4 separate regions of the Mus musculus genome follow, and all the other regions are linked to region 3. Evidence: chromatin contacts called from public HiChIP or PLAC-seq and promoter capture Hi-C data. All regions are on one chromosome and are shown on one strand. The core of a region is the stretch at or near the end of the contact, and the rest is flanking DNA. Distances in the headings are between cores, read along the strand shown.

Region 1 (3,201 bases), core at 627-3,126, 790 kb after region 3:
TAGACCTAGTACTCCCAGCACATACATAGCAGACGTGCAGTTTGGCCTTCATATGGGTTCCGAACAACTGGGATGGGGCCTATCCCAAAAGCTGTTGCCTGTCTGTGGGATATGTTCTAGTAGCCAGGCTGCCTTGTCTGGCCTCAGAGTGAGAGGAAGCACCTAGCCTCACAGAGATTTGAAGTGCCAGGGTGGAGGGATACCTAGGGGGGCCCTTCCAGCTGAGAGGAGAAGGGGAGGGAAAAGGGGGGAGGAGTGAGTGGGATATAAAATGAACAAGTAAAAAAATTAATTAAACTTAAAAAAGAAAAGAAAATGCTTGAACTCAAGGACTGAGTATCTGTTTCTCCTCTCAATTACATTCATGCATAGTGTCTTTTCTTTTCTCAAGCTCATACTTCCTGCTTCCTCATTATGTCCTGCTTATGTATCAGAGTTATTTTTAAGTTCCTATGACATAGATCATCCTACAGAGTCTATATAGCCCAATAATTCCTGCACATATATCCCTTCAATATTATCCTGGGTGGTCAGGTCAGAACACATGGTCTAGATCAACCAGTATAATCAGCATGTCAAATACCAAGTCAGAAGGTACCAAAAGATGAGTATGGATTATAGTCAGAAACCTTGAAGAATGGGTAGGCATTTCTTGGATGCCTTGGTGGTGAAGGTGGCCAAGTTGAAAGACCTTGCAAGCCATACTGTCCAAGTAATATAGAAGGGAGAAGGCCGTGTCTAGGGAAGCTTCCTTCTGCCAAGGTTTGTGAATAACGTCAGGAAGGAAACAGGTCTAAGGGCTCTCCTTGCACTAATTACTTCTTCAGGCTTCCTGAAACCCAAAGTTGCAAGAGGATAGAGGAGATCTGATTTTCCTTTCTTCTATGCTGGAGCTGATTTCTTCTGGTGGGACTCTGGAGGAGAGAGAGAAATGTGTTAAAAAGCATTTATTAAATTGACTACCTGTGTCACCTACTATGTAGGTTTTTGAAAAGGTCAACACATTCGGGTGTCCAAATGCAGAAAAAGAGGAGAGGCTCTGAAACATGGGCGGGGGAGGGAACCAGGGCTTCCTCTTCTCTTCCCAAAGTATGGATGATACAAACGTTCTGCATCACCTGGGTTACATAGCTCTTTCCCTTCCTCAGGGTGAGTGAGATAGCCACAGTCCAATGTTCGAAACTGGTATTTTGTTAATCATTAGTTTTCTACCTATCGTTCAACAATTGTTTGAGAACATTTGGTATTTTGTAAGTAGCCAATTCAAGTACAAGTGTGACAGGTCTTCAGAGTAGAAAAATTGGAGACCGATCTTTTCCCTTATTTTAAACACTTTATTTTAAATGAAATAGTTTTGTGCTCATAAGAATAACACATGTTCAGTAGAATAAATGAAGTTTTTTTTTAAAAAAGAAACTATTAAAAAGAAAAGAAAATCTCCATTTCCACAGCTTGCTTCACTTCCAAATGATCTGACCCTACCCTTTATGTGCAGGTGTAGACCATGTGTAGAATGAACATCGGTGGCTAAGAGATGAAGTGGATTGAAGAAGTATATGATTTGCCCTTTTTAAAAAAACGATAAAGCGGTCCCCAAGTCCTCTGAGATCTTAACAGGAAACGGTATTAGGAAAAGATGCAGCCTCTCCCTAATGAGCACACAGGACTAAACACACATCACGAACCATATTTGACCTCTGGAATTTGCAAGTAACAAAATGAATGACAAGGCCTCATGCTGTGGGGGAAGGGACAGAAAGTGGTGGGGGTAGTGAGGGGGAAAGTAGGCTGGCTCCTGACGCACTTTCTTGTGCTTGGGAGGGGAACTAAGGGACCTGAGCCCACTGGTGACGTTCCTGTCACGTGATCAGGAGCAGACGTATGCAGAAGTCTCTCTCTTCCAGGTACCAGCTACCAGCTCCTTATCTCCGTGGAGGAAGGCAGACTTGAAACTGAACGACAGAGGGGGGGCAACTGCCCTATAGCCCGGCAGGTTGGTACAAGCCAGGGATTCCTGAGGGAGGGGTGGTAATGGACAGAGGCTACCGAGCAGAGAGGACTCTGTCTGCTTTTCAGATACCGCCTCCTTCCCACCCCCATTCATTTTGGCGAAGAAGATTGTGTGAGTGTTGGGGGTAGCCGCTCTGATATTCTCGGAGAACTGTGGGCTAATGGCAGAAGGAAATGTGAGAAGGAGTCATTTCCCAGGGATAACTACAAATCCTTCAGTGCCTGCAGAGCGCTGGGTAGGAATGACAGCAGGCTAAGACCAGAGCTGATTCCAAACAGATCCTGGAGTCCTTTCCAGATGCTCACCGACTTGCTGCAGGAAATGGATGGGGATGGGGGACGGGGTCACTGGAAGGAGAACAGGGGTACAGAATACCAATAGAGATGTCATGGGAACAGTGATTGAGCTACATTGCCTTATAGAGGAGGAGGGTGGGGGAGGGGACAGCGGAGGGAGTGGGGGTGGTGATGGCCTAATCCCTTTTAGGTAGGAGGAGAGGGGCAGGGGTCCTGACTCCAGGTTGAGAAAGGTGAACTGTCCAAGCCAAGGCTCCTTTTCCTTTCCTTTCCCTTTTCTTTTTCTCTTTCTTTTTCTTTTTTTTTTTTCTCCTTTTCCCTTCTCCACCCCCCCCAACCAATTTGGATCCCAAAATGGTAGGCCGAGGTGACCAAGAGTGGGGGTTGCTGCAGAGGAGAGAAACAGGTTTAGTAGGAGGCTCAGCTCCTAATTAGGGAGTGACTCCCCAACTCGGAGGGATTCCACAGCAGGTATTAAAAACCCAAAATGGGTTCAGAAATAATTTGTCCCTTTCACTGTAGAAAGCTGGGTGGGTTTTTTTCTGGGTTTGTGTGGAGGAAGGAGTGAATGCAGTGCTGTAGTTATATCTGCCCTGCCTTCTCCTGCTTCCTCTATCTCCGTTTTCAGAAAAGTACTCAGCTATTATCAAGGGCCCCTAGGGGTGGGGGTTGGGTAGGGGGTCCTGGTACAGAGATCTGAGGACAGCAAGACCTGACTTCTGACTTTCAAACTCCTGAGCTATACTCATTTCGGTGAAGTGAGAGCAGATTTGTGCAGGGAAATCAGACACAGGGAAACAGTTTTCTTTTCTGCAGCCTTAGGACTAGAAAAAAAGGTAAACTGTTGAGGGAAACACATGGAAGAAAATCAGAGAACACAGAGAAAGGACGATG
Region 2 (3,364 bases), core at 582-3,081, 720 kb after region 3:
GCACTAAATTCATAAACTTACCAAAAAAAGGTTTATGAAGCTCCAAATAAAAGGAAAAGTATACATGTGTACACTCCCCACCCCCAATACTGTTGAATTTCAGAGTTCTTGTGGCTCTTTTTTTTAATCTTAACTGTTTATTTATGCTTTAAGGACACAATAATGATTATTCAGTTGCTTTATTGACTTGACATTGCTTTCCATGCTAATGGGCAACACTGCACTGTTGACAGAAACTCACACTGAGTGGGAAGGCAATCTCCAATTAGAAGCTGGCAACACAAGCCCCACCTGGCACATGGCATGGAAATAACACAAGGCTCACCACAAACGGGTCATTAAAGGCATGTCAGGAAAATGCGAGGAAAAGGGCTACAGCGGGAGTCACAGTATGGATCTCAGGGGGGAATGACCGAAGTCAAGGCATAAGGCAGAATTCATCATGGTGATCGTGGTGGTTAGACAGCTCCCCCATAAGGATGCGTAGACAATTTCTCAGCTGTAGCTCCCTAAGCTTTCTCCGGATCTCTCTCATCTCCTCCATGAACATTTCCATATCATCTCCATCTCCACCCAACCCGTCATTCATCTGCCTGTTGGGAATGGCCCATCGGAAGTTAGGGGCAAGTCGGCGAGCCTGGCCTCTTCGGTGGTGGTTGTGGTTATGGTTGTGGTTGTTGTTGTTGTTGTTTGCAGCAGGCTGGTGGCCCTCACCTCCTCCCACAGGGCGGTCTTCCTGTCCATTCTGCAGGGGCTGCTCCATCTCTTCGTTTTCCTGGTGGACATTGGCCATGATGAGATTTTGTTTCCTGGTTGCTATTCTTTGAACACAAGCAAGACAGGGCAAGGGGAGGAAAAAAAAAAAAAAACCCAAACTGAATGCTCGATGCAGTGACCAGCAAAAGTCAGAGATTAACAACAAGGATTTTCATTATTATTTTTTTCCCACCTTAGAGTCTCCAGGCAACCTCTAGGGAGCCTCCATTTCGAGCCCCTCCCCCCTCCCAGCTCTCTGTCCCCTCCCTCCCCCAAAGCCCACCATTTTTTATTTCCCAGGATCCTTTCCCTGAGCTTTCAGCCACCAAAATGGAGGACTGAGAAGAAGAGTAGTGTGGAGTGGGGGCTCTCACAGGGGTCCTAGACAGGGCTTTCCCCAACCTCCCCCAGCCACCCACCCCACCCCCACCGCCACTGAACCAACCTGGGCCTATCCCTTGCGGCGTAGTCCTCCTGTCAATTCCCGCTGCCGCCTGGACTCTCGGCTTCCAGTCAATCTGCAGACAGGGTGGGATGGGAAGGACTGGGCGCCGAGCTCAGCACCGCACCCGCCTTCCTCGGACCCACCGCCCATCCCCCTACACGGCCGCCCACGATCTCTAGCAGCCCCGTCCCCATCCCCGTCCCCATCCCCGTCCCCATCCCCGTCCCCATCCCCGTCCCCATCCCCATCCCCGTCCCCGTCCCCGTCCCCGTCCCCGCTCTCCGGGGCTCGCTCTAGCGCTCTCCGCTGCGGGCCCGCCCAGCCGCCCCTCTCCCGGGACCCCCGCGCCGTCCCCGCCCCTGAGCCCGGGCGTCCCTTCCCGGGCGCAGCCGGGGTTCCCCGCGCGGTGCACAAAGCCGCGGTGCGCGCCCGCCCGTCGCGAGGCTGTCGCCCGCAGGGCCGCGGCGTGCAGGCCCCTTACCTGTCCCGCTCGCCTCGGGCCCGCTGCCAGCCCGCCGCGCGCAGAGGAGCTCCGAGCTGCTGGCCAGACGCTCGTGACGACTGCACCCAAGGCTGCGTCGCTCTGCAGCCCCGGGTCACGTGAGGGCCCTGCGTCACTGCCAAGCCCGCTCCCCCTGTTCGGGAGGCCAGTGCGACAGGAGGCCCCGCCCCCGCCTCCCCGCCGCCAGTGCTCACCTCGGGCCCCACCCGTCACTCATCCGGATCCTCACCAATCTGAGGAACCACAAGTGGCATCACCATCAGGAGGTTGGACATCTCCCTTCCCTGTTACCAGGGAGGGTCTGCACCATCCTCTATGTCTCCCTCCCACTATAGCCAGGTCTTGGCTTTGGCCTTCTTTGAGATTCCTCTCCACCTTATCCAAATGTTTTCTCCAGAACTTCTCCCCATAACACACCAAGAGATAGAGAGTGGGGTAGACTGTACATATTTCTCTTTATTTCCTTAAAACATACACACACAGGTACACACACACATACACAACCCCACACACAAGCGCGCGGGTACACACACACACACACACATAGGCATGATCAGCATGATTTAGAAAATTCAAAATTATAAGGACCACTCCTTTTTTGGAACGCTGGGGATTGATCCTCTAGCTTAATAATTGCTGGACAAGCTGTCTTCTACCGAGGTGTATTTACAGACCGCTCCAGCCCCTGCCCCCCAACACACACACTTTTTAAACTAAAAAGAAAAAAGAGTACAGTGCCTGTCTATGTTGTTGGGGCTGCCCTTGAATTTCATTCCTTCTACATCAGCCTCCCTTGTAGCTAAGGTTAAAAGGCTTGCACTATCAAGGCTGGTGAGTTTTCAGTTTTGAAAAAAAAAATATGCTTCATTCTGCAAAATGAAAAGAAAAAAAAGTGCTATTTATACTATCACACAGAAAAATATCTTCTCTAGGTTTGGGGTGTCAGTTTTGAAATACCCTGTACTCGTCTGTTACAATTTTTTCTTTAAAAAGAAAGGACACTTGCTGAATACAACTAATGCTTTAAAACAATTCTGGAATCGTTCCTACAGAAAGAAGTCATACTTTTCTATGATTTTGGAGGTGTGGCAGGTTCTCAGTTGTAATCCCTGACTATATGGAGCTCACTCTATTTAACAGGATGCCCTCAAATTTGGGGTGATCTTCCCTGCCTCTGCCTCCTCCTTCTGCCTCCCAAGGCCTGGTGTTATCTGAGATGTCTCTGATTCCACAGTCCTCAGGAAAAAGAGCCATTTGAATTCTTGGCTTTCCTCTCCAAGCCTTTCAACCCACCCTATAAATAATAAGCTGAGAAATATAACATATCTAGAAGTTATCCCCAAACCTTCTACTCTGGTATAAATGCCTCAAGAAATATTAGAACTAAGCAAAGGATGGATGAACTTGGTGTGAAAACTCATACTGAAGGCAACTGTTTCTTCCACCCTGAAATCGCTGTACAAAGTGTCATTCTGTGGCCCAGACAAGCCTGGAGTTGAAATCGGTTTCTTTAAAAGTAAATAAAACAAACAAACAAAGGTCACAGGTAGAAGGTAGATTTTTGGAAACATAGTTGCCAATATTTACAACTTAATAACTTCATTATGCGAACAAAGTTGCTTCTAGTTTGGGCCTCAAATTTCTGTATGGTGTCCTGGTAA
Region 3 (3,227 bases), core at 142-2,641:
TCTCTTCCTTGTGTTTGGGTAGAAACTGTAAAACAAAACAAGACAAAACAAAAATTCAATAACGCAATAGACTTGGGAACAAGCCTCTAATCACATTTTCTACCATCTTGAATATTTGCCCACTGCCCTAAAACTACTCAGCAGGAAACTGCCATTTCCCAACCTTGAGGAGCAATAATTTTTGTGTGCTAGTGGGGCCTTTGTCAGTCACATCTCCTCCCTCTCTACTGCGCCCCACCCACCCCACTGCCTGTTCTCTAGGAGAGGCAACAACTGTTGCTTGGAATTCTAGCTACAACAACCTTTGGAGCCCCTACTAGGCTCTCAAATAAAGGGCAGTAGAGTAAACCTTACAGAATTATGTTAATAAGTAAGGCCTTAAATCTATTAGGTAGCAAGTTCCTCCCCCCCCCCGCCCTCTGCCCCCTCCCGCCCTCTGCCCCCTCCCCCTTTTCTAGGATTCTTACCAGAGCTCAGAAACTGGCTTCCACCTTTATTTCAAGCCTACTCTCTGCAACAGGTGCTTTCCGCAATAGCTCTTGTCCGGGTAGGATTGATCTCTGACCGCAGGCTCTCCGATCCAGGTGCCCTGGGCCTCTAGTCTAAACTGCGCCACAGCAAAAGGAAGGGAGGAGAAGGGTCTGAGACGTCAGCAGTCTCATCATTTCTTCACAGGCGCCATTGTCGCCAGGAGGAAAAACCCTACCTTCAGAATAAAAGCCAATGGGGACCACCCCTCCCCCAATCCATTTCACCCGGGGAAAACAGCGGCCTACCAGCTCTGCAATCAGTCACACAGAATTCACGTTTGAAATCGGCTTTGATGAGCTGCTATGGAGAAAAAGAAGAGAAATTGCAATACCCTCCCACCTCCGTATTTCTATTCCCGAAGAGATGAGAGAAAGGACAAACGGATTGTGAATCATTCTCATTGTCTTTTGCTACCTTTCTGGAAGAAAAAAAGTCCCCTCTCCAATCTAGGCAAATCCTAGGTAGGAAACTCACCTCATACCACCATATAGCCCAACCACTAGGGTGTTCACTTCCTTGCCTCGAAGCTGCCAATTCGGAAGCTCAAAATATTAAGGTTTCATCCTCCCATCTCCGCATTATGCAGTTGCACCTCCCTTTACCTTCGTAGATGAGCAGAGGATGCTCAGGGTCTGCTGCGAAGAGCTGTCTCACCTCGTAGGCCTTGCAGAGGAAAGGATGGCGCCTCAGCCTCAGAGCTGTCTGGGTTAGGCTCTCTGCAGGGTCGCCCAGCCAGGGGTAGCAGAGTCGCAGCCGCGGTTTCCAAGGCAGCTATAGCTGCCCCCGCCCTCAATTTCAGCCTGCAGAGCAGCAGCGGCGGCTTTTAGTCTCTGCCCATTGAGACAAAAGAGAGTGACGAAGGTAGTGGCGTGGCCAATCAGCTGTTCGCAGGGGCGGCCTCCCTGCAAAGCCTGGGCCAGGATGCTAATGCCTGCCAGAGGGGGGAACCTGCTAGAGGGGGCTGCGGCAGACTGGCGCGGGAGCGGGCGCGGCGTCAAGTGCAGCTTGGACTCACGGACCTGGCCCATTTACATTTCATTCGTGAGTTTGCAGCTTCCCCTCTCTTCCCTTCTTCCTATCGCCTTCTGCTTTGGCTCCCCTCCGATGCTTTGCGACCAGATGCCTTAAACACGAGGTGGGACCGAAACCAAGTGAACAATGAGAGTTCTTCACCTTTGTATAGGGGGGAAGGGGATAGCATTTGCTGAGCTCTTTCCGTGTGTCCTGTGCGCGTGCACGGACATCTCACGTATTCTTCTCATCAGTCTTGCGCTAAAACGTAGCAGTGCACCCATTTAACAGAGAGGAGGATGTAAGCACCTAGGCAGTATGGGTAGGAAGCACAGAATTAACAGTTCTCACCCCAGCCCTGGCATCTAGCCTCAAGGGTTACACCCTTTAAACACCCCCTTTCTAGTGTCAGATTAAGGCTTAGTGGAGAGAAGCCAAAATGAGGATGAAAGGACCAGTATAGGGCTACATAAAAATAATGACCAAAAACTGGTATCAACTCACAGATGAGAAAACTGAGCCACCAGGAGCTTAGGCTTCCTGTCCTGTATCGCAGCAAAGCAGCTAATAACGTCCGATTTTGCACCTCGGTCAGCTGTTCTGTTGATGCCAGCGCTTTCCTCTGTGTCGATGCCAACACTGCCCTGTGCTGGGCTACCCAGAGAGAGCATTTTCACTCGTCCATACATAGCCACAAACTATCTCAGCAGCTTTGCTCATAAAATGGTTGTGTTGATGAGAGGAGTGGGGAAGAGATGGGAAAGAAGAGAATGGAATCCTTTATGATATGCATTCTACCAAGGAGGAAACTGAGACACGTTTCTGCTCCCGATTTTACACGAAAACAAACCACCTGTTTATAAAAATAGCAGCATTTCTGTATGACCCCCCCCCCCCAAAGGAAATCGGACTTAGAGATGACTTGCCTAAAATTGCGAAGAAGCCAGAGCTCTCAATCTAGAATTCGTGCTACAAACTAAAGTATGGGCACCCAGCAAGCTACCACGCAATCATTGCTGAGGGCTTGTTGGAAATCACGTTCCTTGGGCTCCAGCTCTGGAGATTTGGCTTTGCTTCAGATTGGGGATGAGCAATGTCATTTGCATTTTACCTGTTGCTATAATTGATTCTGGGTTATAAAAAAAAGCTGTGAACCAGTGTTCTAAACACCACACCACGCCGAAGGCTATCAGTAAATGGGGCTGTCACTCAATTGTCTGTCCGTAGCCTATTTGTCATGAAACTTAATCCCAGAGCAGAAGTTGCTACTTCAAGTCCTTTTTGAAACTGCGTGCAAAGAATTTGACCACTTTTTTTTTTTCTGATGCCATAGCTCTATACATTTTCAGATGGGCCTGTGGCCTCCAAACAGTTAAGAACCATTCACTGCCCTACAATCTTCATAATATCTTCCTCTTTCAACACCTGCTTGAGGACAAAGTGTGAGAAACAAAACACCATTTGACCTAACCCCCACACCACAGCTCTCTGCCGCTGATATAGCTCTTTTATTTCCTGGCTAGGCTAGGTTGCTAGGTTGCTAGGTTGCCCTTCTGTGAGCTCTTCAGGGGACTTCTCCTTTGCTGGATTTGGCATCACTAGCCCCAGGAAGGAGCAACTCCATGGAAACAGCATGCAAGGCTGTCCAAAGCGAATGGGCTGTGAAGCCAGAGGCTAGAAAACCT
Region 4 (3,257 bases), core at 127-2,626, 750 kb after region 3:
CTCGGGCTTTTCCTCCGGCTTTGGCTCTTCCTCAGGCTTTGGCTCATCCTCCTTTTCTAGGTTTCCTTCCATTTTTTGGCAGGGTTTCATCTTGTGTCTGCTTCTCTTCTTTGCTGCTTCCTGCAGAATACGGGAATGCAATGATTTCTAGGAAGCGAGGGGGGAGGGGAGGGGGAGGGGGAGGAGGAGGAGGAGGAGGAGGAGGAGGTGGTGGTAGATGGAAGACTTGGTAGATGGGCAGGTGCTGTGCACAAAGGTCTCCTCACCGTTTGCTTACGCCCTCCCCATCCCACCCCCCCTCCGTCCACTCTTGCCCCCTCCCGCTCTCCCTCTCCCCACTTCCCTCTTTCCCCTCCTCTCTTCCCCCCACCCTCGTTCGGTCTAACTGCCCTCACCAGATACCTTCCACCTGAGAAACCCAGTCCGCAATCAAGGTTTCCCTGTCCCCGCCCCTCTTACCTCCATTTTCCACCCCCTCCCCTCTCTAGTCCCTCCCTCCAGCATTTTCCAAGGCCTTCCTTCCCGCCTCCCGCCCCAGCCCTCCACAAATCTTTCTCCCTCCCAGGCCTAACACAGGCCCCTCCGAAAGGGGTGGGGGGAAGGGAGAGGGGACTGGGGCCTTCAGCCTCTGCAGGCCTTCACCGACCCATATCCTGGGGGAGTCTTTTATAAAGTTCCCCCTCACTTACCAGGTACAGATCTGGTCGATTTCTTTTTCCTACTTATTTTAGCCTGGTGCGGTACAAAGAACAAACCTGCAGGCAAACGGAGAAGGGAGGGGATGTTGGGGGTGGGGCAAGCAAGCCCTCGGTGCTCAGCAGAGCACTACCACGGACCCAGCTCGCCGAGCTCTCCGCATTTAAGGGCTTGCTTATGGAAGTTTCCCACCCTTTGTTTCCCAAAGGACTCCTCCTTCCCACCCCGCAAGTTAGCCTGTCTTTCTCACCAGACAGAGGGTAAAAAGGAGCTATTCTTCCCCAACTATCTGTAGATCCGAGACGAGGTTTGGGAAGCAAAGTGGGGGTCCAAAATCTCAGAGTATGATTATTTTGGAATCGTCACAGCCCCCCTTGTTTTCTCTTGGGACCCCCTAGTCGTTTCACAAGTGTCCTTTCCTGAAGAATTAAAGGTACGAGGTGGAGGGACAGACTTAACCAGGACTCAAGTCACTACCCTAGACCACTGTAAACTACAAAAATCCTTGGCAGTAACGGCTTAAAACACTAACCTGATGAATTGAAGCAAGCTGTCTCTTCTGGCCGCTGGCCTCTCGCACCACCGTCTGCAAGGCTAAAGGGAGCTGGTACCCAGATGGAAACAAGGACCAGACTAGCAGGATTTCTGCACACGTCGACTCCTGGTCACATGAGATCTACGTCACCAGTGAGGTCCGGTCCCCGATCTCCACTCCCACAAAAAGCGCGGCAGATGTGGCCCCGCCCTCCGCTCCCATCTACCACCCCCTCTCTAAACATTCATTTGGCCTTGTCAGTCTTTTCTGGAGGAAGAAAAAAAAAGAATGTGCGGATTGGTTTTATTGTTGTTGTTCTTTTTGCAGCTCTCTGATTACTAAAGAGGAGCGTCATATTTTTTGAAGCTACGGAACTTTTCGGCTTCTTTTAATAATAGGCTCTTCCTGTCTCACGCTCCTAACTGCCAGTACCACTCACCCCCCACCTAGCTTTCCTTAGCCCCTCCTCCTTCATCTGAAACGCACTCCTTTGTTGTGGAGCCAGGTAGGTAGGTCAGAAAGCAGTGGGAGAGGGGGAATCTTGAAATAGAAGTGGGATTTTTCTTTAAGGCAACTTAAACTTTATTCTTAATACGTCTGTAGTCTTTTCGAAAGTAATGTTGTTTTACAGTCAGAAGTGACAGCCAAATTACTTTAGATACATTTGTGAATTCATACATGTTCATTTCTTATACTAGTGCCTAGTGTTTTTTAGTAAATGCATTCAAAGTATATGCCTTTACATTTTTTATTATATTGTGGTGTTACTTGGGGGAATTATTTAAAAAGAAGAAAAATCATGTTTAACTCTAGAGGCCTGCTGGTGGTATTATTACCAAGAAGTGGTGTCGCCTGAAGAATCGCTGCTTCAACACTTGCCAGCATAGATTGTTCGAAAACAGTCGCCTCATCTTAAAGAAAGTAACACTTTATATACACCACGAATTGTTGGACTGTCTTAACAATATGTGTCTGCTCTAAATCGCTTAGCTCATAGAAAACTTTCAACATTTACTTATTCCCATTTTATTTCATATATATGCATATCTCACTCACGCTGGAGTGAGACTGGATATAGTATAATTATGTTCCCCTTTAACAGGAGGACTCTAGCTTCTTTATCTTGTACTTGACTTTAAATTAAACTTTAAACTTGACTAGTCAAGTTGCTAGTTTTATGATGATGATGGTTGCTTGGGTTAAGGACTTAAAAGCCTCTATAGGTGAAAGTATTGGCTGCTCACTTGGTTACATATACCTAGTAAGTGTCTAAAATGTCTAAAAAATATATTTTAAAACTTGGCATTGCTGCTTTCAAACTGTATCTTCTGTTTGGTCATCTTAACCTTTGAGTCAGATTTCTGCTCAATTTTACATGTAGACATAGCAGTCATTTAAGATGTGGCTTGTTCAGAACAATAATACAAGGTTGTTTTGACCTAAATTTGCACACTGTGTTCCCTCTCCAAGGCTACAGACACCAAGATAAGAGGAAGTAAGACAATATTCCATTCTTGGCCATTGGAATCTAGAAGTCTCCAGTAAACAGTGCTCTGCTGCTGTTACCTCTGTTCCTTTTCCTGTCTACAAAGCTGCTTTGCATCCCTGAATCCACTAAGATGATCTTTTATTGGCAATAACCTCTCAGTTTCTTTGCTTTGTTAGCATTCCAAGTGCAATCTTTTCCTTGCTTCAAAAACATACATTTGAATCATTTGCAAGCCACAAGTAATGGTCTTGTAACACATCGACATTTGTATGTTGGAAACTTGGTCCCCAGGGTGGTAACATGGGAAGTGACGGAACCTTTAAAAGGTGCAGACCAGTAGGAAGCCATTAGGTCACTGAATGGTATTGCCTTTGACAGGAACTGAAGCAATTCTCAAGGAACTCTGGTTATTTCTCACAAAAGGCTTGTTATGAAAGGCCAAGGATGAGTCACCCAAACACACAGCTTTGATTGCTCTCCAGCTTCTTGTCTTTCTCAAAAACATACCTGTCATGTTGTCATCCATCAGGCTAAGAC

Evidence for each region. Promoter capture Hi-C pulls out the DNA fragments that hold promoters and counts their contacts. HiChIP or PLAC-seq counts read pairs in DNA pulled down with a chosen protein or histone mark.
Region 1: a contact with region 3 is called in a promoter capture Hi-C map of hippocampal neurons, with 6 times the contacts expected there. The contact joins the promoter of Tceal5 here to the promoter of Zcchc18 in region 3. A contact is called at or near these places in 2 of 39 promoter capture datasets (hippocampal neurons and liver).
Region 2: a promoter capture Hi-C map of hippocampal neurons shows a contact between it and region 3, with 4 times the contacts expected there. The contact joins the promoter of Bex3 here to the promoter of Zcchc18 in region 3. A contact is called at or near these places in 2 of 39 promoter capture datasets (hippocampal neurons and pre-B cells).
Region 4: an H3K27ac HiChIP or PLAC-seq map of embryonic stem cells shows a contact between it and region 3, with 8 times the contacts expected there. The contact joins the promoter of Tceal9 here to the promoter of Zcchc18 in region 3.

What each region holds. Positions count from the first base shown.
Region 1 is chrX:136,202,559-136,205,759 of GRCm38.p6, reverse strand. It overlaps Tceal5 (transcription elongation factor A (SII)-like 5), which reads left to right and starts at 1,876. Exons shown (of 3, transcript NM_177919.3): 1 at 1,876-1,993.
Region 2 is chrX:136,268,720-136,272,083 of GRCm38.p6, reverse strand. It overlaps Bex3 (brain expressed X-linked 3), which reads right to left and starts at 1,831. Exons shown (of 3, transcript NM_009750.2): 1 at 1,683-1,831; 2 at 1,202-1,274; 3 at 106-821. The coding sequence starts at 793. The coding sequence ends at 419.
Region 3 is chrX:136,991,311-136,994,537 of GRCm38.p6, reverse strand. Zcchc18 (zinc finger, CCHC domain containing 18) reads right to left here and starts at 1,391. Exons shown (of 4, transcript NM_025893.3): 1 at 1,186-1,391; 2 at 777-831; 3 at 468-607; 4 at 1-25. The region is part of intron 6 of Slc25a53 (solute carrier family 25, member 53); the gene reads left to right.
Region 4 is chrX:136,243,199-136,246,455 of GRCm38.p6, reverse strand. Tceal9 (transcription elongation factor A like 9) reads right to left here and starts at 1,376. Exons shown (of 3, transcript NM_011712.2): 1 at 1,229-1,376; 2 at 690-755; 3 at 1-120. The coding sequence starts at 90. Gm39535 (a long non-coding RNA gene) reads left to right here and starts at 1,419. Exons shown (of 2, transcript XR_878245.2): 1 at 1,419-1,736; 2 at 2,702-3,257.